2 separate regions of the Gossypium hirsutum genome follow, and region 2 is linked to region 1. A link is a contact called in public Hi-C data. All regions are on one chromosome and are shown on one strand. The core of a region is the stretch at or near the end of the contact, and the rest is flanking DNA. Distances in the headings are between cores, read along the strand shown.

Evidence for each region. A called contact is a pair of places that touch in the nucleus more often than the background predicts.
Region 2: a contact with region 1 is called in a Hi-C map of leaf, with 1.6 times the contacts expected there. The contact joins the promoter of LOC107899302 here to the promoter of LOC107899299 in region 1. A contact is called at or near these places in 3 of 34 Hi-C or Micro-C datasets (callus and leaf).

Annotation. Positions count from the first base shown.
Region 1 is chrD04:44,477,711-44,480,723 of Gossypium_hirsutum_v2.1, reverse strand. LOC107899299 (cation/H(+) antiporter 20) reads left to right here and starts at 1,470. Exons shown (of 4, transcript XM_041091229.1): 1 at 1,470-1,718; 2 at 1,801-2,823. The coding sequence starts at 1,539.
Region 2 is chrD04:44,736,495-44,739,507 of Gossypium_hirsutum_v2.1, reverse strand. It overlaps LOC107899302 (RING-H2 finger protein ATL33), which reads right to left and starts at 1,476. Exons shown (of 1, transcript XM_016824979.2): 1 at 324-1,476. The coding sequence starts at 1,323. The coding sequence ends at 589.

The DNA of each region.
Region 1 (3,013 bases), core at 221-2,720:
TCCAATTTCACTCTCCATATCACTAAAGCTGAAAATAAAAGCAGCAGGCAAATGTACCATCGATTACCCAAATAAATATTCACAAAAAATTATTGATCTACCACTGCTACATTGCTTAAGCCTAAATTTAAAAATTCGATCTAAATACTTTATATGAGATTAATTTGACTCATAAACACCTCTAACTATATTTGAATAATTTTTATGATAAATGTAATTAAAATTTAATGTTAATACTTAATACTAAATATAAAATATTTTTAATAAAATTTTAAAAAAATAGCAACAAAAGTGGCAGCTCCTGTGACTCGTCAACGCGAAGCATGCGTAAACAGGCCGCCGCACTTAGCTTAGCTAGTCATTGGTCAGTCACTTACCAAATTGCTATTTTATTCCTAATAAAGCATGATGTGGCAAAACAGAAACGTGTAAACAATACACTTTGACACTCCATCATAATATTTACTGCAGCCTTGAAACCTCACATTTAGTCGCATTTCAATACGGATAAAGTCATAATAAATTTTGAGGGTTGGAATAAAATTTTAATTTTTTATAGTTTATATTTTTATAATTTTTAAAGTATTAAATTAAATTTTTATAATTTTAAAAGTTTAAAGTGTTATTTTATTTTTATTAATTTAAAATTTTAAAAAATTTAAAAAGTTTAAATAACAATTTTTTATTTTAAGAAGGTCGAAGTCAATACCAGCCCTTTAAAATCGCCTTTTGAGCCCCAATATAAAATTTGAGCCAATACATAAAATAAAATTTCGTCGTGATTTTTACATACCACCCTTTGATTATAGAAATTTAGTAAAAAAAAAAGTCATAAATTTATTTATTTTTGTACTACTTCTATCAACAAAACTTTTGCATTGAATTTTCATTTTCATAAAATGGAATAAGATAAAGTTATAAAAAGAAATAAAGGAATTTCTTTTAACATCTGTTTTAGTATTGATATTTGGAATGTTTGAATATTTATACATGGTAGGAGTGGTGCAGGTGACAACATCTTCCTTCAAAGCCTTACGCCAGCTTAATGTTGATTAGTAAGGAGTAAGGTGTCGTAAACATTTTATGCAATGATTCACATTTTAGTACTTACCGGTTTTAGAACACTTGCGATCAATTATTCCCAAGTCCTTTATTAATTTTCACAAATTTTAAGAAATATGTAACATTAAACTTCTTTAATATTTCAAACCTTTTAATCGCAAATTAAAAAGAAAACAAAGTGTTTAGAATGAATATATATTAAATAAGAATTTATATTTGATGTACTCAAAACAATATAATTTTATAAAAAAGTATTATTATTTGAAGACAATGAATGCAAAGAAAGTCAATTTACGCTATGTGCATCCATAGTCCGTGACATTTACAAGCTTAGAACAGTATAACCCAGCATGCTCAGCTCCCTGCTATAAATCCCCGCTTTCCTCTCTTCATCTTTCATTCCTTCCACACCATTACTGCATGTGATCAACAAATTAAATTGACCCAAAGTTATCCCCCCCCCCCCAAAAAAGAAAATGGGTGTTAACGTGACCTCCATTAAGACCTCATCAAATGGAGCTTGGCAAGGTGATAACCCTCTCGATTTTGCCTTCCCATTGTTAATAGTTCAAACCACTTTGATTCTTGTCCTTAGCCGTTTCCTTGCTTTTCTTCTCAAACCCCTCCGCCAACCCAAAGTCATTGCTGAAATTGTTGTACGTATCTGGATTCTATGTTTCTTTATATTAGTATTAAACTTGATGATTATGATGATGAATATTGATTCTATGTTTTCAGGGGGGGATTCTGCTTGGGCCCTCAGCTTTTGGTCGAAACAAAGACTACTTGCATCGGATATTTCCATCATGGAGTATGCCCATACTGGAAACCGTGGCAAGCATTGGTCTTCTTTTCTTCCTTTTCCTTGTAGGTCTCGAGTTGGATTTAAGCTCTATTCGTCGAACCGGCAAGAGAGCCTTCGGCATAGCACTTTCCGGGATATCCCTTCCATTCATCTGCGGCATAGGCGTTGCCTTTGTTATTAGAAAAACCGTTGAAGGAGCTGACAAAGTCGGCTTCGGCCAGTTTCTTGTTTTCATGGGAGTCGCGCTCTCCATCACCGCTTTCCCCGTTCTCGCCCGAATATTAGCTGAGCTCAAATTGTTAACAACGCAATTGGGAGAAATCGCCATGGCAGCCGCCGCATTCAACGATGTCGCTGCATGGATTTTATTAGCTTTAGCTGTTGCTCTTGCTGGCGATGGCCCTGGTGAACAGAAAAGCCCCTTAATATCAGTATGGGTCCTCCTCTCGGGTGTTGCTTTTGTCGTTTTTATGATGATCGTAATCCGACCCGCCATGAAATGGGTCGCTCGCCGATGCTCACCCGAAAGAGATGTCGTCGATGAGGCATATATTTGTTTAACATTAGCTGGTGTAATGGTATCCGGATTCATGACCGACCTGATCGGGATCCATTCCATCTTTGGTGCCTTTATTTTCGGACTAACGATTCCTAAAGAAGGAGAATTTGCAGAGAGATTGATAGAGAGGATTGAAGATTTCGTGTCAGGTCTGCTCCTTCCGCTGTACTTCGCGTCCAGCGGGTTGAAAACCGACGTCGCTAAAATCAGCGGTGGGAGGGCTTGGGGACTACTGATGCTGGTTATATCGACGGCTTGCGCGGGCAAAATTATAGGGACATTCGCGGTGGCTCTGATGTTTAAAATGGCGGTGAGAGAGTCGTTGGCGCTTGGCGTTTTGATGAATACAAAAGGCTTGGTTGAACTCATCGTCCTCAACATCGGCAAGGAGAAGCAGGTGAGTGCGCATTATTCTTTATTTAATAATATTTTTATGACTTTTTTTTTTCATTTTTAACTAATAATCATATTTATTTATTAAAAAATGAATAAATAATAAATTTAAATTTAGTAATCAAAACAAATTTTAGGACTTAAATTTATAACTTTATATGTTTAGAATCCGCAATGAGAGAAGACTTTGATTT
Region 2 (3,013 bases), core at 227-2,726, 260 kb before region 1:
GGATGGGTTCTGAATTTGATCCTACGTTCTGTGCCTAGATAAAGCGGAAGCGTAGGAAACCTTTATGTTTTGTATTGTGTTGTGATTTAATTTAATTTAATTTAAATGCACTAATTTTTTTTATAAAACAAATACAATTCATAAATTATTTATACTTACTTTAAAATATCTAAAATTAAAAATAATATACATTTAAGTTAATTTAATTAAAAGTATTCTTAAAATTATTTCCGGAACAATCATGTAAACTGAGTTTGAGCATTAATGGTCAGTCGGCAAATACAACTTGTGTCAAAGAGAGAAGTAAAAGTATAAAACGTGGATCACGCGTGTGAGGTATGCTTTTTGTAAATCAAGTAAAGAATTACAAGACTGATGAAGTCGGTGAAAACAAGCGTTTTGCTGCAATTTATCAACACAAGGCCACCCCTAGTTGGAAGAATAAGGAATATGCACACAAAAAGGGTTCTTCTCATAGCAGAATCACAGACAAATCTAAGTGAATATATCTCAATTTCCAACTTTGGACTCATGATTCTATAGTACTACCAGTTCTTGAAATTTGAGCAATAAAGGGTTGTAAAAAAATCAAACCAAACTAGCTGCATCTGGCAAGCCTTGATGGTGATCACTATCTCTAGTTGAGCCTGAACCAGGCGGCGGCGTACGGTTGTTGTTTGGCCTCTTTACAGCAACAGAAGCCCGGCAAATAGGACAATTGTTATGATTGTCAAGCCACAAATCAATGCAAGTAGTATGAAACGAGTGCTTGCATCCACTCAACTGCTTTACTTCTTCCCCATCTGCAAACACTGATAAACAAACGGGACACTCATTCCCGATTTCTTTAGAATGAGTCTCTTTTTGGTACTTGACACCTGAAACAGGCTCCCTCCTCCTCTCGGTTATTTCAACAACAGTACTACTCCCATGATTGTAACCGGGAAGGTCTTCGGGGCTGTCGTGATGACGTTCCCCGGAAGACCAAGGAGGGCACTTGACGGCGAAAAAGAAAGAGTAGATTAAAGCGGGGATAGTTATGACAGCCATAAGAGCGAGAATGAATTCAAGAGGGGATAAATCAACGCTTCTCGGTGAATCAGGGAAAGGTGGGGGTTGATTGATTGTCACTATAGTAACAGTGGATGCGTTTTGATCTGTAAGAGGGTATATTTGGGGTGATGAAGAGAAAGGTAATGGGGGAGGTGAGCCGATAATAGTGCTGTTGGTCGTGTTGTCAGGCTGGAAATCCGGTGGCGACGACACAAAGAACGGCGGCTGCGGCGGTGGTTGTGACATGATAACGGTTGGTGAGTTCTCCATGATAAAGGAGAAAACAATGGTAAAACTTGAATTATTTTTTATTGAGCAGGTAAAGGAAGAAATGGTGCTAGGGGCGGTGGTGGGGGAATGGAGATGTAGTTTTCGGGTATTCTGAAAAAGCAAGAATTGAGAGGGAAATGTGGGGACAAATTTCATATAAAATCATGAAAGCAACGCATGTTATTGGTTTATGGATTTTGTTTTTAAGCATAAAGGTAATTAAAATCTTGACTGCAAAAGTCAAGAAAGGAGGCCCAAATGAATGCAACTCGACCTACTTATGTTCTTGACCCGTTGCCCACATTATTCAGGCCCAAATTTATATTAGGCAAGAATCCAAGTCATAAGAGAATGAGTGGAATTTCATTGATTAACCTGCCTTTCTCTCTTTGGGTCACTTCCAAGCAAATTAACAATGATATTGTTGAAGAAACCCACATGTTTTCTTTGAAAATTGAAATTAGGTTCTACTAAGATAACTCAACTCCATTATCAAATAATAATAATAATTCAGTTATCATATATTTAGAAAAGTAGGCAGTTGCTTGGTGTGAATCCAAAGAAGAATTGTAATTGATGAGATAACATTTCCATCATCATTGCAAATGGAATCGTGGACTATAGAATTTATAGCCTATGCTCCATATCATTATTTCTCATTCTAACAAGTCAGAAAAATCATCAAGTTTTCTTTCTATAAATTCATTTGATGGATTTATTCTTCCAGCAGAATTAATGTAACTGAAAGATGATCTGGTGCTGATGCTTTCTTACGTACTCAACTAAATGACTTTTTATTACTTAAATGCCAACCAAAACAGTAGTTTGACTTGCTGTCACGAGCTGTGGAATGTAAATCAACTTGTGCAGTATTAAGCAATAAAAAGAATTTAAATAAATTATTGTTATTAGGTATACTAGTTATTTTAATTTCGCAAGCAAATTATTTCAAGAAGGAAGAGATAGAGAAGAAAAGGTGATTGTTATTAAGAAGTTAATTCACCTATGACAAGTGAAGAGCCGAAAGAATAAGTTGAAAGGAAAAAAAAAGAAACTTAAGAGAATTTAAATAATCCATAGCGGGTGATATAAAAAATGTGAATGAGAATCACCTAGTAAAAATAAGACAGTAGACCATCCGTGAATGCATTCTAAGTTGCCTCTAATGTTACCATTGTGTAAGCTAATGTAGGGGTACAAAAATATTTAAAGAAAGATTATTATATAATGCATTATTGTGAATAGACTCTCTTTTCTTTTAACCGTTTTTTAACATCAAAAGTAAAGTTAAGAACTTTTTGTCTTTTTTATTAATTAAAAGATATGTGACGGATGTATAAATATTTGCCCTTAAAAGAAATAAAAGGTTATCCAAATTAATAATATATAATATGCAATATGCTAAAAAGAAACCCGAGATGAAAAGAACACATAGAAGACGTATTATGGTCAAAATCCAAAAAGAAACCTACTGCTCCACTATCCCAAAATTCTAATCCCTTGCTATCCAATGATAACATAGCAGATATCAAACTGCTCAAATAACTTGTTTGCTATGGACATAATTAAAAAATATATAATAAAAAAAGAGTTTAATTTACATGTGCTGTGATTTCCACCAAACTCATTAGACATGGGCTGTGACGTTGCTATACATATGTTCAAAAAACACTAAACAAAACACTTTAGG